Linked DNA regions of Sus scrofa: region 2 is linked to region 1. Evidence: chromatin contacts called from public Hi-C data. All regions are on one chromosome and are shown on one strand. Each heading gives the region's core, a stretch centred on a gene start, on an enhancer-like site or on the middle of the called end of the contact. The rest is flanking DNA. Distances are from core to core; before and after follow the strand shown. Region 1 holds the start of VASP (vasodilator-stimulated phosphoprotein). Region 2 overlaps RSPH6A (radial spoke head protein 6 homolog A).

Region 1 (4,209 bases), core at 1,030-3,529:
TTCCTCTCCCCAGAACCCTGTAGTGTGTGGGATTGGGTAGGGGGACAGCAAGCAAGGGAACTCATAAATAAGGTCATCTCAGGCACTGAGAAGTGTCTCAAGAAAAATGAAACAGGGATGTGATAAGAAAACGGCTAAGGGGGGGTTCCCGTCATGGCACCAACGGAAATGAGTCCGACTAGGAACCATGAGGTTGCAGGTTCAATCCCCGGCCTTGCTCAGTGGGTTAAGGCTCCGACGTTGCCGTGAGTTGTGGTGTAGGTCACAGATGTGGCTTGGATCTGGCGTTGCTGTGGCTGTGATGTAGGCCAGCAGCTGTAGCTCCAATTGGACCCCTAGTCTGGGAACCTCCCATATGCCTGAGGGAAATTACTTTAGTTTTTTTACAATGTTATTAATTTTTCAATGGGTAAGAAGTTCACTTGGTTTGAAATTCAAAGGACACAAAATGGCTCAATAAAAAGTCTTTCTTCCATCCCCTGCCCCATAGCCACTCAATTTTCCACCTGGGGGGAGTTTCCATGTTAGCTCAGCAGGTTAAGAACATGAAGTATTCATGAGGATGCAGGTTCAATCTCTGGTCTCCCTCAGTGGGTTAAGGACCTGACATTGCCATGAGCTGTGGTGTAGGTCACAGATGAGGCTCAGATCCAGTGTGGCTGTGGCTGTGGCTTAGGTTGGCAGCTGTAGCTCTGATTCAACCCCTTGCCTGGGAACTTCCATATGCTGCAGATGTGGCCCTAAAAAGAAAAAAAAAACAACTTTTTTTCCCACCTGGGCATGATTGCTTTAGACAAGGGACATCAGGTGAGACCGCTAAGGAGGGGAAAGCTGAGCAGGAACTAGACAGCCATGCAAAAACCCTAGAGAAGAGTGTCCCAAGGCAGAAGAAACAGCCATTGTGAAAGCTTAGTGGCAAGACTAAACTTGGCATTTTCAAGATGAGGCTTGAGATTATGACCATCAAACCTGCCACAATCCCATGCTCTGTCCTATTGGTAACCACTGCAGTGAGTCTGGAGTAGATTTTTCCAGATCTTCTATTGGGCATGTACGCACATGTATACGGTACCTGCGGTGTTGCCTAGATATTTTTCATACCCTATGTATCACTTGGCAATTTGGTTTTTTTACTCAATAGTGTGTTAAAGACATCTTTCATGCCACTTAGGCACCTTACTCGCTATCCATCACCTTCTTGATGGGCATTTTGGCTCTTTCCAATTTTCTTGCCCTTACATCAGTGCTGTCAGATAGATCCTTGATTGAGCTCCTGTGTGCATATGCAGGAGTTTCTCTGGAGTAAGGGGTCTTGCTATCTGTTTTGTATAGCACCTGAGCTAAGAATGGTTTTTACATTTTTAAAGTGTTGTTTTTCAAAAAAGAAGATGCAAAAGAGAGCTTATGCCTAATATGCCTAAAATATATACTATTTGGATGATTATAGAAAAAGGTTGCTGAGTTCCCTGGCGGCTTAGTGGGTTAAGGACCCAGCGCTATCATTGCTGTGGCTCTGGTTACTGCTGTGGCTTAGCTTCAATCCCTGGCCTGGAAACTTCCTCATGCTGCTGCCTGGGCCAGAAATGAAAAAAGAAAAAAAAAAGTTTGCTGACTCTAGTCCAGGTGGCCACACAGAAGTGACACCCCTTCCATTTCACAGATGGGAAAGCTGAGACCTAGAAAAGAGAAAGGACTTGCCGGCGGTCACACAGAACTGGGGTTCTCATGCAGTTGGGTACATGTGTGTTGAGCTGCTTTGCTGGGTTAGTAAGACCCAGAAAGCCATCAAGTTTGCCTCTGTCCACAAAGAACCCACAGCCTGAGGAAACACACCAAAACAACTGTATCCTACCGTAGATCGGGGTTCAAGGTCTCCCAGAGTGAAGTGGAAAAGGGAAGAGGATCACTCCATTCTTCAGAGAAGGTTTAACGACAGAGCACAGCCTAGAAATGACGTGAAGGTCAGGACGGCACCCAGGCAGCAGATTCAGCTTGGAAAAAGGCTGGGAAGGTTAACTTCCTCACCTCCTCGGCTCTGCCCTGAGCTGTTTGTTTTACACGCATACCTTGCACCCAGGCACCAGTGGAGTTTTAGGAGGCTCAGGCAAGAATGCTGAGCCCATACTTACAACCTGCCTCCAGACCTCAGTTTACCCATTTCGAAAAGTGGAACTGATGATTTCCCAGGCTCCCACACCAGCCTAGGGCATCTAACCCAGGCCAGGTGGCGCTCTACGGGAGGGGCATGACCGTGTTGGTGACGTCACGTGGGGCGGAGCCTGAGGGACCCGCTGCGGACGCCCGGGAAGGGTGTAGGGACTCAGCCCCAAGCTGGCGCGTGGGGGTGGGGGCTCGCGGGATCAGGCGCTAGGGAGAGTCCCCCCACCTCCGTGTCCTCGGATTGTTGGATGATCCCGCCATCATCCGCCGACGAAACTGAGTCACGGCGGGGAGTGCGTGGGGAGGGGGTCGTGGGCCTTATTCGCAGCGGGACCAGGAGTCCCATTCCCACTCAGGTCCTGCACCGCACCTCCCCTCCCCCCGCCCCCCCCCACACCCTGCGGCTGTGAGTCAGCGGCCAGCCGCGCCCCCTCGGCCCACTTCCTCCTCACCTTCCCTGGGCGGGCGCGGTGGGGGGGGCGGCAACGAAGGAGGTGGGGCCCCTCCTCACCCATCCCCCTCCTCGGAGGGGGGGGTGCACCCCTTAGTAGAGCTTCATAAACGGGCGGAGGAGAGAGACGTTGGGGGAGGTCCGAAGGTAGGATTTAAGGGAGAAAATTTGAATCTATGCTTAACCAGAGGGTCCTTCTCGCCCCCCACACTGAGTAGAATGTAAAGAAATGGAGAAGTCGATGGGGAGGGTGAGAAGAGATTGTGCCCCCACTGAGAGTCCCCAGAGAATTTCTATCATGAGAGAGAACTAAGGATGAAGGAAGGATCCCTTCCCCCCCAACAAGCTTGCCCCCCTAATTTGGGGGTGACTCCCCAGAGTGCATCGCTGTGCAATAACGTTGGGGAAGAGGGAAATAGCGGAAGTCTAAGGTTCCGCGTTGCCCTTTTAAGCACCCTCCACCCTCCAATCCCACAGCCTGGAGGTGTCCGCGGCCCCTTTAAGGCGCAGGGCATTGTGGGTGCGGGGAGTGGAATTTTGGAACGAAATGTAGCGAAGAGAAGTACAGTAGTAAGAGTAACATTGTAGCCGCCGCCAGCTGAGGGGGCGCGCCGGGGAGGGGACGCCGCACCCCCTTTCTGCCGCAAGGACCCCGGATCAGCTCCCCAAAGGGAGGAGGCGCCTGAGGATCCGCGCCGGCCCTGTCCACGTTCCCCCCAGGAAGCCGGACTCTATGGGGCGGGACCCTGGGGGAGACTGAGCAGAACCTGGAGCCAGCCCCGAACCCCTGAACCTCGAGCCAGGGGCGCCCCGGGAGCACCTACCCCGTGGGCGCTCCGCCCGCCAGCCGAGCAGCCATGAGGTGAGCCTCGAACTGCCTCTAGACCCTTCCCTGCCCGGCGCGGGATCCCGCCCCGCCTTTGTCCCCCTCCCCCCAGCTTGCTCCGGGCTGGAATTTAGGGACAGGGCACTGGGAGCCTCGAATTTGAGGCCGATCCCCCTTGGACGGGCTCCAAATATTGATCACTTTCCCTTGATTCCCAAGGCTCCGGGTGGTGCCGGTGAGGTTCTCCCGGGAGCCCTCAGATTTGGGGGCGCTCCGAGGACTCCCGAATTTTTAAAAGACTTTTTCGGAGGACTTCTAAGTTGTTAGGTACTCCCGGCCGGGAGGCTGGGATTTAGGCAGGGCTCAGACTCCCCCCAAATCTTAGCCGGCCCCAGGAGAGATTATGGGGGGGCCAGTTTGGAGGTCCCTGGGACCTGGAAGAGAGATTGAAACGAAGATCTTGGCTTTCGGGGTCCCTCTTTACATGGTGCCGGGAAACGTCTTCCCAAGAGGACTTTGCCCCTTAACTTCGAGGGCTCTTAACCCCCTAAATTTAGGGGTTCTCGTCCTCCTGTGGAGGAGGCTGGTGCGGACAGATCCACCGACCCAGATGCAGCCTCGAGGATCTGGTTCGGACTCCCCGCCGCTTCCCACTCACAATTTGCTTAAAACGGGCTGTGCCTAGGGCCGAGGGCGGCACCCCGGCCCCGTGCCAGAGGGGCAGCCCCTTTTCCCACCTGCGCGGGCCCTTGGGAGGGAGGGGGCGCGGCAG
Region 2 (4,209 bases), core at 792-3,291, 250 kb after region 1:
CTAGAGAGAGGAGACATAATAAACAAGGACATAATTGGTTGGGTTCCAGTCCCACCCATTCACCTCTCCCCAGAATTTTAATGGGAGAAGGAAAGAGGAGTAAATAGAAGAAAAGAGGGACCAGAGAGACAGGGAGAGGGGCAGAGAGGAGAGAAGAGAAAGAGAGAGCGATGGAGTCTGCCATGTGGAGCAGCTGGATTTGACCTTATTTTCACAGCCTTGCTCTTCTCTTGAGACTCGATTTCCCCAGATCTTCCTCAGAGCCTTCAAATACACTGCCTCCTTGGAAGCCCCCAACCTCTGCCCACCCAGCACCCAGGAGCCAGCAGCCTCCCCAGGAAGTTGCCGTGGCTAAGAAAAGAGAATCTTGGGCTCCAATCCACACCCCAGGCAACCAGAACCCACGCTTTGACTAGATCCCCGAGCGAGTCCTATCTAGTCACAGTTTGGGAGCCTCTGGTCTAGAATGTTCTTTTATTTATTTATTTTTGTCTTTTCTAGTGCCACATCCTTGGCATATGGAGGTTTCTAGGCTAGGGGTCTAATCAGAGCTGTAGCCACTGGCCTACACCACAGCCACAACAACGCAGGATCCGAGCCACATCTATGACCTACACCACAGTTCAGGGCAATGCTGGGTCCTTAACCCACTGAGCAAGGCCAGGGATTGAACCTGCAACCTCATGGTTCCTAGTCAGATTCGTTAACCACTGAGCCATGATGGGAAATCCCTAGAATGCTCTTCTGCCAGATTTTCCCCCCAGTTCTTTCTTTCTCCAAAGATTTCAGATCAAGGCTGCTTTTCCCAGGAATTCTTTTTTTGTTTTTTGTTTGTTTGTTTGTTTTTGTTTTGCTTTTTAGGGCCACACATGTGGCATATGGAAGTTCCCAGGCTAGGGGTCAAATCTGAGCTGTAGTTGCAGGCCTACATCACAGCCACAGCAACACAGGATCCAAACCGCATCTACAAACTACGCTACAGTTCGTGGCAATGCCAGATCCTTAGTGCACTGAGAGAGGGATTGAACCCACAACCTTATGGTTCCTAGTAGGATTCATTTCCACTGGGCCACAACAGGAACTCCCCTCCCAGGAATTCTTCCTTGATCCCCTCAAGACATGACAATTATTAGCTGTTATTTGTTCCTCCTCTCTCCCTAGTTATATTTCTTTTCATTTCTAACAGGGCATGTGGCAGGGGCTGTTGAGGGTGGGGGTGGGAGGTGCTTAAGAAGGTGAGGAAGGATGAGGCTGCTGTACAATTAATAGCTACGCTTCCTCGGCCTGAACCCAGGGCAGGATCCACACCTCCCTTTTCAACAAGGTGCCTGGGGCCAGCTGACAAACAATGACATTCAAGGCTGTTATAAAGATGGAGTTCTTGTCCTGGCTCAATGGAAAGGAAACCAAGCTAGTATCCATGAGGATGAGGGTTCCATCCCTGGCCTTGCTCCGTGGACTAAGGATCTGCTGTTGCCCTGAGCTGTAGTGTAGTTCGAAGCCCAAGCTCAGATCCCCGGTTGCTATGGCTATGGTGTAGACCAGCAGCTTCAGCTCGGATTCAACCCCTAGCCTGGGAACTTCCATATGTCTCAGGTACAGCCCTAAAAAGACCAAAAAAAAAAAAAGGCTTTTATAAAGAAAAAAGTGACTTGGGTGGTGGATAGGAAGGCAGCTGGGGGGTGGAGGCTGGATGAGTGAGTGGAGCTCCAAGTTTGGATATTTTGCTTTCAGAGGAATGTTGACAAATTAGGTAGGGTGTGGCCAGAAGAAGGGCGCTGGCAAAATGGAGCATGCCTCCTCCATGCTTCTGCAAGTGTAAAAAATTGCCAAGAATGTGGTTAAATGATCATGATTACACATGAATCAAAGCAGCGAATCATAGTAGCAAATAACAGTACAGCTTCATCATTGACGTGGAAAAGGAAAAACTATGACAAGTCGTGGTGCCATCTGGTGGGCAGAGCTGGTAAGTGCATGCCCCACACCGCAGGCTGCGCTCTCCACTTAGTGGCTGAGCGGAGAAACTGCCGCGTGCCTGGCGAGAGGCTGAGGAACTTGTCCAGAGTGTGTAACTGAGGGCGGGATGGTGTGGGGGTGACTTCAGCCTGTTGATCCTTTGGGTGCAACTGGTAGGGGATTCTGGTGGGACACATACTGCCCACAGCGTGAAGACCATTCAAACTGAAAGAACTGTCCAGGGAGCCCAGGAAAGGAGTTAGCATCCCCCGAGATGGAGACTGCCCCTACAAGTGCCACCCCCAAGGGGACGTCTGAGTTCTGTCTGGCTCCATGCCTCATACAGCAGGAAAGCTTGGGCCAGTGGGCCAGATATTCAGGTTGGAATCCTGCACTTGCAGTGTGGCTCTGAGTCAGTGAGTCAGTTCCTCTGCCTTTCTTTTTTCTTTTTTTTTTTTTTTTTTTTTTTTTTTTTTTTTTTTTTTTTTTTTTTTTTGCTTTCTAGGGCCGCACCCGCAGCATATGATGGTTCCCAGGCTAGGGGTCGAATCGGAGCTACAGCTGCTGGCCTACACCACAGCCACAGCAACGGCAGATCCGAACCATGTCTGTGACGTACACCACAGCTCACGGCAACACCAGATCCTTAACCCACTGAGCGAGGCCAGGGACCTCATGGTTCCTAGTCAGATTTGTTAACCACTGAGCCACAACGGGAACTCCCTCCTTCCTCTTTCTTTTCTTTTCTTTTTCTTTTTTCTTTTTTCTTTTTTTTTTTTGTCTTTTTGCTATTTCTTGGGCCGCTCCCGCGGCATATGGAGATTCCCAGGCTAGGGGTCTAATTGGAGCCATAGCCACCAGCCTACACCAGAGCCACAGCAATGCGTGATCCAAGCCGCGTCTGCAACCTACACCACAGCTCACGGCAACGCCGGATCGTTAACCCACTGAGCAACGGCAGGGACCGAACCCACAACCTCAGGGTTCCTAGTCGGATTCGTTAACCACTGCGCCACGATGGGAACTCCCCTTCTTCCTCTTTCTGACCCTCCATTCTTTCATGCAAGGGGCTCACGGCCTCTTAGTCAGGACTTTCTCCTTTTAGCCTTAGTGGGACCCCTGGGAGCTGAGTGAGGAGGTCAACCCCTGGACACTTTCTTAACGGAGTCTTCCAGTCTCAGCCCACCCTAGTGAGCTGCCCCATCCGGCCTGGCTCTGATGAAGTTGTAGGGGAGCCCCCCACTGGGAGGGACTAGGAAAGACCTACTTGCCACTGGCATAGGCATAGGCCCCAGGCCAGAGATTGGAGCGCACCACGGCCACGGAATACTGTGGGCTGAGGCTGCAGGACAGGCGGGCGGTCCAGGGTGACATGTGCATGATTTCTGTGGGGAGCAAAGAGCACCAGGGAGGTCAGAGACTAGGCTGCAGCTCCTCATGCAGAGGCAGAGAGAAGGAAGGAGGACAAAGAAGGGCATGAAGGGAACTGTGGGAATGAACAGCACTGGCTTCAGTGTTTGAACCCTGGCTCCGACCGCTCTCTTGCCAGGTGACCTTAGGAAGCCACCTCACCTGTCTGAGCCTCAGTGACCCCTCCCAGGAAATGGAGACACTTATCTCACCTCCCTTGCAAGGTGGCACTGAGCCTTGAGGGCCCCCGACACCCCCAGACTCCCTCTGGGTCGGCCATTGGTTTGGACCAGGGGTCAGAGGACAGGGCAAGACTCTGGGTCCACATCCAGACTCTGTCTCCTCGCCCACTCTCAGACTCTCTCTTCCTTTGTCCAGGCGCCTGAAGTCTCAACCGCAGGAAATTCCTGCCCAGCCTTGGAAAATCCAGCTCATGTCCTTCCTCCTCTGGGGAGGCCTCCCAAACCCTCTCTCTCTCTCCCCCAAAGCCCACATTGCCACGCGCCAGATGGGATGCCCATTCTCTAGATGAGAATACAACTGAGGCTCAGAGAGGTGCCCCCCCAGTCTCACTGCTCCCCCTACCTTCCTCCCAGTCTCCACCAGAGCTGGCAGTGTATGAGGCGAGGATGCCTACCTGCATCTTCTGAGAGCGGCGTCAGCAGCGGGGGCCCGACCTCCTGCTCCACCTCCTCTCTCCCCTCATCGGCCTTCTCTTCCTCCTCTCCCAGCTCCTCCTCCTCCTCCGTCTTCTGCAAAGGGTTCACCCAAGTGCAGCGGCCCTGGAGGTAGGGAGGAGGTCAGATGTCACCCGCAGGGGACAGTGCCCAGCCTGCCTGC

The links. A called contact is a pair of places that touch in the nucleus more often than the background predicts.
Region 2: a Hi-C map of embryonic fibroblasts shows a contact between it and region 1, with 1.6 times the contacts expected there. The contact joins the enhancer-like site here to the promoter of VASP in region 1. A contact is called at or near these places in 8 of 47 Hi-C or Micro-C datasets (alveolar macrophages, embryonic fibroblasts, fetal heart ventricle and 5 more) and 1 of 2 datasets of contacts at active chromatin or transcription factors (alveolar macrophages).

What each region holds. Positions count from the first base shown.
Region 1 is chr6:51,870,531-51,874,739 of Sscrofa11.1, forward strand. It overlaps VASP (vasodilator-stimulated phosphoprotein), which reads left to right and starts at 2,280. Exons shown (of 13, transcript XM_021094561.1): 1 at 2,280-3,473. The coding sequence starts at 3,469. LOC110261012 (a long non-coding RNA gene) reads right to left here. Exons shown (of 4, transcript XR_002344692.1): 2 at 1,853-1,944. It overlaps PPM1N (probable protein phosphatase 1N), which reads left to right. Exons shown (of 5, transcript XM_021094558.1): 5 at 1-616.
Region 2 is chr6:52,122,485-52,126,693 of Sscrofa11.1, forward strand. It overlaps RSPH6A (radial spoke head protein 6 homolog A), which reads right to left. Exons shown (of 5, transcript XM_021094594.1): 4 at 4,007-4,151. Among named protein-coding and RNA genes, the nearest start is that of DMWD, 6.7 kb to the left of the region's middle. Within about 2 kb of position 2,042, at least 12 of the 83 cell types and tissues checked have an H3K27ac peak or open chromatin away from gene starts, as enhancers often do. A contact at or near this core is called in embryonic fibroblasts, mesenteric adipose tissue and omental adipose tissue, where this site is marked.